Linked DNA regions of Gossypium hirsutum: regions 2 and 3 are each linked to region 1. The links are chromatin contacts, called in public Hi-C maps. All regions are on one chromosome and are shown on one strand. Each heading gives the region's core, a stretch centred on a gene start, on an enhancer-like site or on the middle of the called end of the contact. The rest is flanking DNA. Distances are from core to core; before and after follow the strand shown. Region 1 has its middle 29 kb from the start of LOC107949499. Region 2 holds the start of LOC107949497 (probable membrane-associated kinase regulator 2). Region 3 has its middle 25 kb from the start of LOC121215720.

Region 1 (4,343 bases), core at 1,298-3,797:
GGACTTTGATGGATACACGGATTCCAACCCAAACACACTACTACGGCTCATTGTGCCTAAAACGGTACATAGTACCTGATCAGTATAAGACACATAAGTGCCTGAAACGACACACGAGGTGCCTAAAATACGACACATAAAGTGTCTGATATACGACACATAAAGTGGCTGATTGGCAAAGTCGATAAATCCCGTACTCTTCCAAATCCTATGGCAAGCCAACTATATCCGACTTAGCCCAACTAGTTAATAGGGTATTCCAAATCTCAATTAAAACTCAATTCAGTCACAATTTCTCACATTTTCAATTGAATCATTTTCCGCTTTTCAATCAATTTTCAATTCACATATTCCAAATTCAATACACTTTCTCAATTCAATATGCATTTTAATTATTCACATATAATCACAATTCAATTTTCACTTTTATTTCAAGAATTCATTTTCAATATCAATTTTACTTTTCCATTCACTAATCAAAACACAATTTAATACCAACACATACTTTTCTCATTCAATTTAATTTTCCAAATTCAATTCATTAAAGTCACTTACCTTATTATTTGCTTACCATACGCATAATTTAAATTTAATATTAAATAATAAATAATTTGAATTATAGTAATACAAACCCAAATTTGCTCGATTATTCCCCAATAATCTTCTCATTTCCTTTGTGTGCCGATGTCTCGAGTTCCTTGTTAGCTACGAAAATAATAATAATTTATACTATTAATTACAACATTAATTTATAATAATAGAATTTCTATCTAATTTATACTTTAATTCCAATTTAATCCTAACTAAATTTATTTACTTTTCTAATTTAATTCACACTCTATTTCTATTCAAATTTCTTCCAAACTCAAATTTATCTACTAAATTTTCAGCATATTTCACTAATTTTGAATTTCCTCAATTTAGTAAATTTAAAAAGAAAACTGTTTTTTGGTGTCATTGGTGTGTTAAGCAGCACCGGTGGGAATTTAAAAAAAAACAGGTGAAATAAGAAAAAAGATGAAAATAAACAAACGAAATTGGAAAAAAAACAAAAAAATAAAGGGAGAAGCTCGTGACTGATGCTTGCTTCATAGGTGGTTCTTGTCTTCTTGGATTGTCAGTGTCACCATCTTTAGATGAAATACTATTTTGAAAAAAAATAAAGTTAGATGAGATGAGAGAGAAAAAAAGAGATATAAGAGAGAAATAGAGGGACGAGAGAGAGAGAGAGAGAGAGAGAGAGAGAGAGAGAGAGAGAGAGAGAGAGAGAGAGAGAGAGAGGGAAAGTCAAATATGGGAAATAAAAGAAAATAACAACTATGTAAAATAGAGATATGAAAGGGAATTGAATATTTTATGAAAAATAGATAATCAAATATGAGAAATGAAAGAGAATAACAAATATAGAAAATAGAGATATAAAAGAGAATTTAATATTTTATGGAAAATAGAGAATCAAATATGGGAAAGGAAAGAGAATCACATATATGGAAAATAGAGATATATTTTTCACAAAATATTAAATACCCTTTCATATCTCTATTTTTCAATTTTATTATTCTCTTTCTTTTTTCATATTTGATTCTCTATTTTCCATAAAATATTAAATTTCTTTTCATATCTCTATTTTCCATATATATTATTCTCTTTCCTTTCTCATATTTGATTATCTATTTTCCACATATTCTTTTTTCCTTTCCCATTCAAATTTTCCTTATTTTTCTCAATTGAAAACCCTAATTGTCGTATTCAATTGTCTTTTCTATTTTTTATTTTATTTATTTTCTTTCCCTCCTTCTTCTCAATTGAAAACCCTAGCCATTGTACTCAATAGCCACCGGTGCTTAGGGGTGTGCATAATTCGGTTAAAACCGAAAAAATTTGGTTAACCGGCCGAATTCGGTTAATCGGTCAGTTAATCGAATTTTTTCGGTCGAGGGTATGTTAATTATTTTTTAATTTTTCGATTAACGGTTAATTCGGTTCGAAACCGGTCGGTTAACCGATTTTTTCGGTTTACCCGAATTTTGCTGGGTAACTCAGGCATTTTATCGAACAGTTCACGTGCCATTTCAACATCCCCAATTTTATTAAACCCAGCAATGATCGACGTCCATGAAACCACATTCGATGACAACATTCGACTAAACACTTCGTTAGCAACCTTTACATCTCGACACATTGAATGCATATAAACTAATGAAATCTGCACATAAACATCGTTTTCAAACCCATGTTTTACAATTGAGATAAATTGTTGCAGGATTCGAGTAATAAAAGCTTTGGGTTCTTTAACATTAATGAGTTCAACACTTTGTTGCTGATATTGATGCTGTTATTCATCATCTGGTTATTAAAAATTTGTTTATGTTAGACAAAACCCATGAATTTTTAAGGATATTTTTCGATGCATTATATTATTTAAAAACAAGATTGAAGAACAAAAGCAGAGCTTTAAAAAAAATTCCGGAGCCTTATTACCATGGGCCTCAACCAGGTCAAATTAAACCTGGCCCAATTTATTTTCTCTCCTCCAAGAACCAAACTTTTTCTCAACACTCAACACACTAGCACAGCAGTCGACTTCCATAGTTTCACTAACACCCCTAAATCCCTAATATTCTCAATCTCAATCGAATCGGGAAAACCCACCATTTTCACACCCTTTTGCTGTCCATTTCTATTCCACCACACTAATACCCAGACCTAAGTTTGCTTTCTTCTAATTTCACACCTTTTTGCTGTCCATTTCTCCTTACTGCTAGACATTTGTGTTTTTAGCTTCATTTTTTATCAATGTAGTTTTTTCTTCTCTTTTACTCTTTCTATTTTCTAAAAAAAAATAGTTTTTCTTTTTATTTCTGGGTTTTGCTTACTTTTATTTTAGTAATAATGTCTCTTTTTATGCTTTTCTTTCATTATTATTTTAAAAAAAATCTCATTTTCTCTCTTGATTTTCTTCTAGGAAAAGAAAATGTTAGAATTTATAACTATCTCTGTTGATTTTCTCTGTTGATTTCCTTGAACTCCAAAAGCTTGTTTATAACTATCTCTCACTGGAAAAAGAATCAAGGCAAAGTTAGAATTTATCTATATTTAATATATAAACCATAACCTAATCTCCTATGATAATGATAACCTTAATTAACATTTGCCTTACATTCTGTTGATGATGTTGCCTTACTTTCTTTATTAATTATTATTTTAAGTTAATCTTTTTCATTGTTAAATATTTATTAGTTGAAAAACTATGGCATTTGTGTAAACTATTGTTTTAATTTTTTCTTTCATCTTTATAGTTAACCTTTATCGTAGTTTAATTACTTTTTTATTTGTAATTAAGGATAATTTAATAAAATTTACTTTTAAGAAATTTTATATTGCATTAATTAAATAACAAAATCCTATATTATAGTCAAGTCTTATTACTACAAATAATCTATTTTCTTTCTGTAAACTAAATAAGTTAACTTGAGTTTAAAAATAAATAATTAAATGCGAACATTTGAATCTTAAAATATTTAAAATTAAAAATTGTAATCATATCTCCTAAAAGGTCAGTAAAATTCAAAAGAATGTCGTTACTGAAATGGGGAAAACGTTTGGCCCTTCATAAATAAAACATGCAATTTGGCTGATTTAGCGCTTAGTTGATGCCGATGTTTATCAAACACTCATATTCATGATTTAGTCGTATATGTTATTATTTAGAATAATGAACACCTTAATTATCAAATAAATATTGGGTTCACATTGATGATCATTTTTCATTATGGGAAAACAACAATAATTTTATCTCTAACTATAATTTTCTCTACCCAAATCTGCTGCAGAAGCATATTTATTTACTTAGTTTGACTTTACTTGGGCTTTATCAACAAATTTAATTGATTAAGTTGAATACCGAAGGGTGCAGTGCATGTGTTCCATAATGATCTAAATAATATTGTATCAATTTAATTAAGTTTTTGGATTTTGTAAATAATATTGTCCTTGACCCCAAGTTTGTCGTATTATTTTAATTTATTATATACTTCTTTTCTTGCAGAATGTCAACCGAACCAACATCTATTGAGGGTAGTGTTACACCTCCTACTTCAATAGATTCTAAAAATTCGGGAGTTGGAGCTTTAATCCAAACAAAAGGGACTACCGGGAAAAGAAAAGCCACTCCTCAAAGGCCAGAAGTTTGGTCTCACTTCACTAAGATTATTAATAGTGAGGGTGCAAGTAAGGCTAAATGTAATTATTGTCAAAAGGAATTTTGTTGTGATATGAAAAAAATGGTACAGGGTCATTGAAATATCATATTGGTTCATGTAAGAAAAATCCTGGTAATGTTG
Region 2 (4,432 bases), core at 1,010-3,509, 160 kb before region 1:
GACCGTTTGGGGGGGGCAACGGTCAATTTTTTGACCGTTGGGCACTGTTCACGCGCGCGTCCACATCGCGTCCACGTCAGCAGGTCGCTCTGACATGGACGCGACCTTCTGCCCCGTCCCCTGACATCGCTCCGACGTGGCGCGATTTTGGGGGAAACGGCCCAATCCGGTAAATAATTAAAAAACCGGCCTATTTCAGTAATTTTATAAAAAACTTAGCTTTTTTTGGTAAATCTCTCTTATATGACATGTCAGCAAATAATTTTAAAATTATTTAAAAAAAAATAAAAAAAACCCTAGTCTCTTCTCCTCAACTCTCTATTTCTTTCCTACATTTCAAGTTTCCTACCACATTTAAAAAAAAAAAAAACTCACCATATTTCTTCTTCAATCAAAGGTTAAAAAAAATCCCACAAAATATTTTGAAAATAAAAACCCATAATGGGAAAAACAAAGATATGAAGAATATTCAAAAGGCTACTGAAGAAAGAATCATGGAGGTGGAAGTACGTTTTAGGGCCGACTTTCAAATGGAAGAGACTAAACATTCATCACTTTTCTTTCATTGACGATTTGCTTTTCAAAATCATTTCCATTTTCGAAGCGATTTTCTTGGTTTCTACTCTCTATTTCTTCTATCTTTGTTGTATATGTATCTATCCCTGGGTTCTTTTTCGGGCATTTTCTTTTGGGTTCAAATCTGGGAAAATAAAGATCCAATATGGGTTCTTTTTATAATGATTTAATATCAATGGCTAATACAATAAGAAGGAAGAAAAAAAATTTCATGGAATAAGATAGGGTTTTTTATTCTTTTGCTCTTTCTTTGTGTTTTAGATTGTTGGGTTTGAGTTTGAATTTTTGAGATGAGGATGGGTATGATATGGGTTAGTAAAGGAAATGAGAATTAAGTTTAATTTATTTGCAGATTTTGGGGGTTTTCATTCGCTATGGGGTTTAGTGGATCCAAATTTTCTTTATTGGATAAGTAATTACTTTTGTAAACAACAATAAAGGTTAATGAACCCAGAACTTATCTCTTGGCCATGACTTCCTTTATACCAAACCAAAAATAATAAAGGTTTATGCTTGTCTTGTAAGGTCTTTTAAATTTTGAATTTGGTGTAAGAATTTTAAGAACAGGTTTCGAATTTTAAGAACAGATTTCTTTAATACAGTAAACAATGGAGAAGAAGAAACAGAGGTGATGATGATGGTTTTAAAATAATTTTAATAATTTTAAAAACAAGTTTCAAAAACCCAGAAAATGATTAAGGAGGCTTTTGAAGGGGAACGGGGATGATGATGAGGAACAATGAAGATGATGATGATGATTTTAAAATCATTTTAATAATTTTTAAAAATAATTTTAAAATCATTTGTTGATATAAGACAAAATAGTGCAACTTTTAATTATATTTGAACCACCACATCAATGATAAATGTTGAACATTAGTCAACTAGCGGCCACGTCAGTATGTCCGTTAAAAATAGACTAATTTGACAAAAAAAAAAAAGCATTAGGGGCCAAAGTGATCCAAAAAAAATAAAAGGCAAAAGTGACCAAACAACCAAATATTATGAGCTATTTTTTGTATTATGCCTTTATTTTAATATACAAAATTTATTATCTCCATCAATTATATATTTATACTTGTATACTTACTATTATTTAAGCTCTTAATTGAGTTGGGATCATAAGTCAACTAGGCACCAACCCATTTAGGAAATTATGGGAATATCTTGTAATTAAAATAAGTTACATAACTTGAAGATATTTTAGTCTTTTCATTTTAACAAAAATCAATAAAAATATGCATATTGTGAGATTTAAATCCACACTAATCAAATTAGTAAAACATTAAATTTACTACACAATCAAAGCTTTATTTTAATATGTTTTATACATTTTTTGTAATATGTATAAATTATTATCTACATCAGTTATATATCTATACTTCTATAGTATTATTTAAGCTCTTATTAGAAAAATTATGAAAATATCTTTCAATAATTAAATAATTTATATTATTTGAGGGTATTTTAATCTTTTTATTTTAATAAAAACTAATAAAAATATACATATAATTAAATTTAAATCCACATAAAAACCTTAAATTTACCACTCTTGTTTTTATTATGATTAATTAATTAAATTATTTATTGTGTTATAATTAAGTTGTAGATTCATCACCCTTGATTTTCACTTGTATTATATTTATATATTAGCACAAATTTTAATTAAGCTTATAAAAGAAGATTAAACTTCCTTCCTTCTTGCCTGCGAGAAAAGGTTACCCCCTTCTATGTTCAGTCTGCTGCACTTCCCATTACCCCTAAACCCTCCCACTTTCTCTCACTCCTTTTTTTCACTTTACTTTTTCTATTTCAAAAATCCCATTCAAATTTTATCTTCTTTTTCTCTATACTGGCTCTCCCAACTATGGAAGCTTTTAGCTTGCTTAAGTATTGGCGAGGCGGCGGCAGCGACGGTACCAATGCTTGTGTTAACACACGTTCCTCCGCCAGTTCTGGTTGCACAACGACCACGATTGTCACGGCGGCCACTACTCATCTGGCAGTGGATACTGACGACGACGACGATGGACCTTTCTTTGACTTAGAATTTTCAGTTCCTGATGAGGATGAATCTGAGGACAACGAAGAAGATAATGTTGAAGATGATGAAAGTGAGGTTGATACCAAACCTGACGGTGGTTGCTCCGATGGTGAAAGTGAAACCGAGTTCGACTTTGCAGTACCCGTTGAGTCGAACTCTTCTTTGGAGTCAAAGCCTCAACAATGCACTGTCTCATTGTTGAAATCAGCTGCTAAGGTTCGTGTTTTTTTGTTGAAGTTGAAGAAGACGAAGCTTAACTCAAATGAAAAAACAGAGCCGCCAAAAAAGCAAGTAGGAAACGACAGTACTAACAAGAAGTACAACAAGAACAGGTTTTTTACAGTGAAGTTCAAGGTTGAAGAGGTTCCTATAATGTCTCTGTTCTCCAAAGACAACGGTAAGTCTCAAAAACAGCAAAGCTCCGACGGTTCTGTTTCCGATGAAAAGAGATTCTCCAAAGATGTAATGCAACGATACTTAAAGAAAGTCAAGCCACTTTATGTTAAGGTTTCGAGAAGGTACGGTGAGAAATTAAAGTTTTCAGGGCAGTTAAACCCACCGTCTACGGTGGCTAAAGAACCAGTTGGAGAGAATGAGGTGCACTTGAAGAGCAGCAAGCGTGTGAATGTTCCAGCGGGACTTAGAGTGGTTTGTAAGCATTTGGGAAGTAATAGATCAGCTTCCTCCGCCGTAGCGGCTGCTCCTCCTCCGTCGTCGGTGGTTTCGTCCAAGAGGAGAGATGATTCTCAGTTGCAGCAAGAGGACGGCGTTCAAAGCGCCATCTTGCATTGCAAAAGATCTTTCAATCGTTCTCCAGGTACTTCATTTAAAAGCTCATTACTTGTTACTTCAAAAAAAAAAAATCAGCCTTTTTTGTTTTACCATCTCTGTTACTGAACCATTATTTTTGTTTATTGTAGATTCTTCCATGTCGTCAAGCTCTAATGAAAAATCGGAGTAATTTGAAGCATGAAATGGTGGAAAAAATTCCCGTGTGTGTAAAGTAAAGGCAAGCTAGTTTAGGTTCTTTTGCAATTCTCTCACTATTTTGTAGCTGAAGGGTTCCTGTTTCTGGGAAAGTGAGAAGAATCAGATCCTTTGTATCCATCTTTGAAAAGGAAAAAAAAGGATGTTATGCAAATGCAGGCTCCATTATTATCACCAAATTTAATTTCGGATAATGTTGTAATTCATGGTCAAAAAAATAGAAAAGTGGGGAACCAAAGCAGGGAAAAAGGAACAGACAGCAAGCAAATTCCCACAATTGTAAATGTTAATTATGACGACCATGCAATTTATAATGTCAATCTTGGTTTATGAAATTATTCTTATAAATAATACAATTACTGTAGCCCAAGGAGTGTGCCCTGATGACTTATAACGCCATACCTACGACTTATGTGAAATGGGCCTATGTACTAAAAATTTATTCCCCATGTTTGCTCAATTCTATATCAACTGACTTAGTTTATTTTAGTCTTTCTATAAATTTTCTTTTTTAATTGATACATTATATTTTATTAAATATTATTGGTAATTTAAATAAAATATATTATAATCCGACTCAATTCATAAAAAATCCAATCAGCTTAAAGAAAATTCATGTATTTTTTTAACTATTACGTGGTTGAAAGAGTTCAAAAATATATTAGTTTTTTTTTACGGTTAGTTTTTCATGAGTTTGAACTATGGGTAAATTAATTGAGTATGATATATTTTATTTAAATTATCAATAATTTTAGTAGAGGAATTAAAATAAACTTTAACTCCTGGTAGACTTTGATTGAACCGCAAGTGGACGAAATAATCAAC
Region 3 (4,573 bases), core at 1,262-3,761, 210 kb before region 1:
AAAGCATATTGTGTCTATGTAATACTCAATAATGTTATTTTTACTATTCTATCATTTATGACAACTTGTGGTGGAGTTAGAAATTTTTTTTTGAGGCGGAATTAAATTGCATATTTTTATTATAGTAAATATATAATTTCACTATTTTAATAGTCTATATCTTTAAAATTTTTAAAAAGTTAAATCAAATTTTTATTTTTTTAGGGGCCAAAATATAATTTTACCATTACTAATTAAAAAATTTATAAATTATAAAGGGCCTAAATAAAAGAATTTTTATTTTAGGGGTCAGGCCCTGCTAGTCCCCTTTACTCCGCCACCGTGTATTTTAAAGTCTAATTTTTTTCTCTCTCGCAACACAAATTTTGTAGTACTTGATGGAATTAGTAATTTTGAAAAATAAGCACATATACATTTCAGCATGCAATGGGAGAGATGACTAACTTTTAAGAAAAAAAACTCTGTAGATTTTGTATTGAATATAAGTGCTAAAGAGGACCCCTAGTTGAATTAACGAAAATAAGTTCCAGAGCTTTCGTTGCAAAATAAGAAGCCTAAATCCTCCAAAATTTCTACAAACACTGCCCAAACTCCATAAATCTTGGAGCAGCAATCAGAGGTGTTTGTAGATAAATCAAATTTAAGTATAATATTAATATATTTTATATTTATTTAAGTCTAGTCAAATATATAAATCTATAATTTTTCTTAAATCCTATCATATTAATTTAAACTCATTTATTTTTAATTTTTTAAATATTTATATTATATTATTTTAATATTTAACAATTTTATATATTTAATATAAATTTTATTTGATAACGTATTGAAAATTAAATAATATATAAAAATAATCTAATATAAAATATTATAAATTAAAAAAACAGGTCAAACTCGAAACTTAAATATTCAAGCTTGATCTCATCAAATTTGGGTAGCTTTACTTATAAACAGTTCATCTAATTCACAATAGTTGCTCCATTCATAAGTGACGCGAAACTTCAAACTCAACCCAACGAAACACTTATAAATCATGGGTGCATTTGGATGCAAATTGTAGATTGAATTTCTTCTACCAAAGTTTTCGGAATCGGACCCAGAATAATCGGTAGATCGATCTGATAATAGATAAAAAAAAAAGAAGTTGATTGAATCGCCATCCGATCAAAACTGCAATTGAACCGGACGGGAATCGGTTTTTGCATTTAACATAAAGGAAATGAATAGAAAAACAAAAACAAAAGCCAAAGCCAAAAGGCTTTAATGGTGACACTGCTGTCCGGCTCTTTCCACTGTCGTATGTTGCTTTCTTGTACCTGCTGGCCAACGACCATTTCAATCTGCAACCACCGACTATCGCCTTCTAAATCAACCAAGGAGAATTTTAGAAATGAAAAAAAGAGAGAACGGTGAAAGCAATTAAAAAATGATAATGAGCGAAAGGAATTAGGTTTCGTTATTTTATTTTTTGGATATGCGACTAGCATAGATAGGAGTAATGGAATAAAACTATAATAAAAATAAAATAAAATATAAATATTATAGAGTTTGATTGAATAGAATAATAATGTTGAATGCATCAAGAATAGCTCATAAATTTTAATTTTCCCCTTAAAAATAAAAAAATATTTTATTCATATTATTAATATATAATAAAAGTGTTTAAATGAAATTAAATAATTGATAATAAAAATATATTAATCACCGTCTGGATGAATAGGCTAGAATTACTGTTCAATTCTCCATAAAACCACCTTTCTTGAAGCTTTCCAGAAATGAGAAAACCATTGTTGAGCTTTTTTTAAGCTTTTCAGAAAATTACCGTTTCTTGAAGTTTTTTTCTAAATTCTTTTAGAATTATTGTTCATCATTTATATTATTAATAAAGTGTTCCTTTAAGTTTTCATTTCTACATTATTTGATTCTACAATTCCAAAATTTTCAGATCTACCTGTCTTGAAGCTTTTCATGCTTTGTGTGTTTTGGATGGAAGTTTTGAATTTCCTCATCCCGCATTAATATATATTATGTGATTTTTGTTGTTTTGAGTTAAACTTTGATTTTATATATATATAAAAAATGGAGAACCTTAAAATTGGGCCTTTTTAGGAACCTAAAAGCAAGCCGAAACAACAACCCATGGCCCTGGGAGAAACACAAAAACTGGTGGATCAGGAAACTTTCCTTCTATTGCAGGACATTGTTGAAGAACATGTTTTATAAATTAGGTTGGAAACTTGTAATGTTGTGTCAATTTTAAAGAGACCCTTTTTCATGGTTGGCAGAAGTAATAATAATATCAGTGGGGGTTGCTCCAAGGACCGTAGTTCATGGAAAGGTTGCTATCAATCATCTGTGTGTTAAAATAATTTAAGAACATGAAACCCAGAAATCAAGCAGTCATTATCCTTCAGGTAAGGGAACTTTGCCATAGAAATATGATGTGAGGGAGGTATGGATGAAGGTCAAAGCTTCTTTTTACAAGTTGATTAATGCAAAGGTCCCCCCTACACTATCACGCATGTGATTTTACAATGGAAGCATTGCCCAATTCTGGGTTCTGCAATTCAGTCCTTTTCATCTGTAAAAGGATAAGTTTCTACTATCACAACAACCACCTTTTTCTTTACTCTTTCTTTTCAAAACAGTATTGGATTGGAAACCAATCGAATTATTAATGATGGATTTTTTGGTGAAATATTATTATATATTTTCAAGATATGAGATTCCATAATATTTTAAGAATGGAATGGATAACAAGGGTTTGCTGTCACTCTGTGAGATCAATTTTTAGACAGAACATGCTGACAACTGATGTCATTTTATCTTATCCAGTCAGGTCGAATTTGAGTAAAAAAAATTTAGTTAATAAGTCTAATTTTATTAACTAAATTTAATTTTAAGTTTTATTCCAGCTAAATTGAAAGATTCCAAATCGAATCGAATAAAAATAAAGTACACATTACTTAAGAGTAAATTACAAATAATTAATAACACAAGCACAATTTTTAATAATAAAAAAAAGGAGTAGAGAGTAAAAAGGATCAAAATCACGATGAAAAATTGTATTCACTTGAAAAGTTTCATTGTAATTAAATATCACAATTTTTCCACTATCATACACAGTTCTACATTTTAACTATTAACACTTGCTTTTTTTTTAAGTAAAAAAAACTAATGTTTAATACGTTTTAGACTTTAGTTTAAATTATTTTGCAAAATAAGAGTATCGATATTTATTTAAGTATTTTAAAGTATCGATACTCAAATAAATATCGATATTATTTTGTCATTTTATTTGTTTTAAAACTGTTTAATATCAAATTATTGATACTTAAACTTAAAAATGATAAAGACCAATATTTAAAATATCCATTTCATTTCCAAATCATCTGCAGCTTAAATGATAACCTTAGCTATAATTATAAACCTGAAAAACATCAACCTAGGGCATACAAATATGTCTCATAAGGCACCCCAATTCAGCAATTCAAAATCAACTAAATTGCCACATTCAACTCATTTCAATATGCTTTCGAAGACACTTCAGCACAATCAACAAATTTACATCCAATTTTTGCCATATGAGCAATCTCAACCCAACCTTATAAAACATGCATTTTTATGTACTTATTGCATAGCATATTATCTAAACAACTTATAAGCATAAATACCAATCATTATTTCCATAACCAATTATCAACCAAAACACATCATCTAGCATATCACTTTCTCAACCATTAAACCATTATGCATATAGCTAAAACTACTTTAACAAGATAACAACAACATGACCATTTCTAACACTTACAGATATATATATATATCCATAATTCCAAAAGTGCCAATAAATTCCAAAATGATCATTATAACCATAAGACATTCTAGGTACATGCCAAAACCAAAATGAAAACATCACCAACACTTGAGTTCAGGATTGTCGCTGGATGCTGAGTCGACGATCGAATCTTAAAATACCTAACTTGTGCATGAAAAACAAAACCATACACTAAGTATACTCAGTAGTATTTCTATAATCAAACATTAAAAAATAATATAAAGTTTATAATGCATTTTAACATGTCAATCTACAAGTCATAATACATTACCTACTTATTCAATATATTTACATATCTTAAACCGAGCTTATAAACTAATATCCACTATCCACCCTTATTTCAATTTCTTTTATACATGATTTCACAATTCCACAATATAATTTCATCAATCAATCATCAATTCACATATGTGACAGCATAATTTATCTCCAACTGAATTCAATTTCACAATTATAAAGATATATCATATTTTCAATTCTATTTAATTTAGTCCTTATCACAATCAACTAATTCAAATCAATTCAATTCAGCTCGTTCAATCATCTCCAACTTACCTTATGTTATTGCCACGCAATGCAGTTCGTAATTACAATAATTGAAAAGGTTTGGGTTATAGAAATACAAACTATAAACTTTGAACTATTTGTCGATGACTTTATCTTTTCCTTTCTGTTTTGAGGAATTCGGGTCAACGTTAGTTACAAAATAACATAAATACACTAAATCCTCAATAC

What was found. A called contact is a pair of places that touch in the nucleus more often than the background predicts.
Region 2: a Hi-C map of leaf shows a contact between it and region 1, with 2.8 times the contacts expected there. The contact joins the promoter of LOC107949497 here to the enhancer-like site in region 1. A contact is called at or near these places in 5 of 34 Hi-C or Micro-C datasets (anther, hypocotyl, leaf and 1 more).
Region 3: a Hi-C map of leaf shows a contact between it and region 1, with 3 times the contacts expected there. The contact joins two enhancer-like sites. A contact is called at or near these places in 3 of 34 Hi-C or Micro-C datasets (all in leaf).

The regions. Positions count from the first base shown.
Region 1 is chrD03:32,015,630-32,019,972 of Gossypium_hirsutum_v2.1, reverse strand. No RefSeq gene overlaps it. Among protein-coding and RNA genes, the nearest start is that of LOC107949499, 29 kb to the right of the region's middle. Within about 2 kb of position 2,547, at least 4 of the 9 cell types and tissues checked have an H3K27ac peak or open chromatin away from gene starts, as enhancers often do. A contact at or near this core is called in leaf, where this site is marked.
Region 2 is chrD03:32,175,577-32,180,008 of Gossypium_hirsutum_v2.1, reverse strand. LOC107949497 (probable membrane-associated kinase regulator 2) reads left to right here and starts at 2,259. Exons shown (of 2, transcript XM_016884157.2): 1 at 2,259-3,437; 2 at 3,541-3,971. The coding sequence starts at 2,444. The coding sequence ends at 3,581.
Region 3 is chrD03:32,225,974-32,230,546 of Gossypium_hirsutum_v2.1, reverse strand. No RefSeq gene overlaps it. Among protein-coding and RNA genes, the nearest start is that of LOC121215720, 25 kb to the right of the region's middle. Within about 2 kb of position 2,511, at least 6 of the 9 cell types and tissues checked have an H3K27ac peak or open chromatin away from gene starts, as enhancers often do. A contact at or near this core is called in leaf, where this site is marked.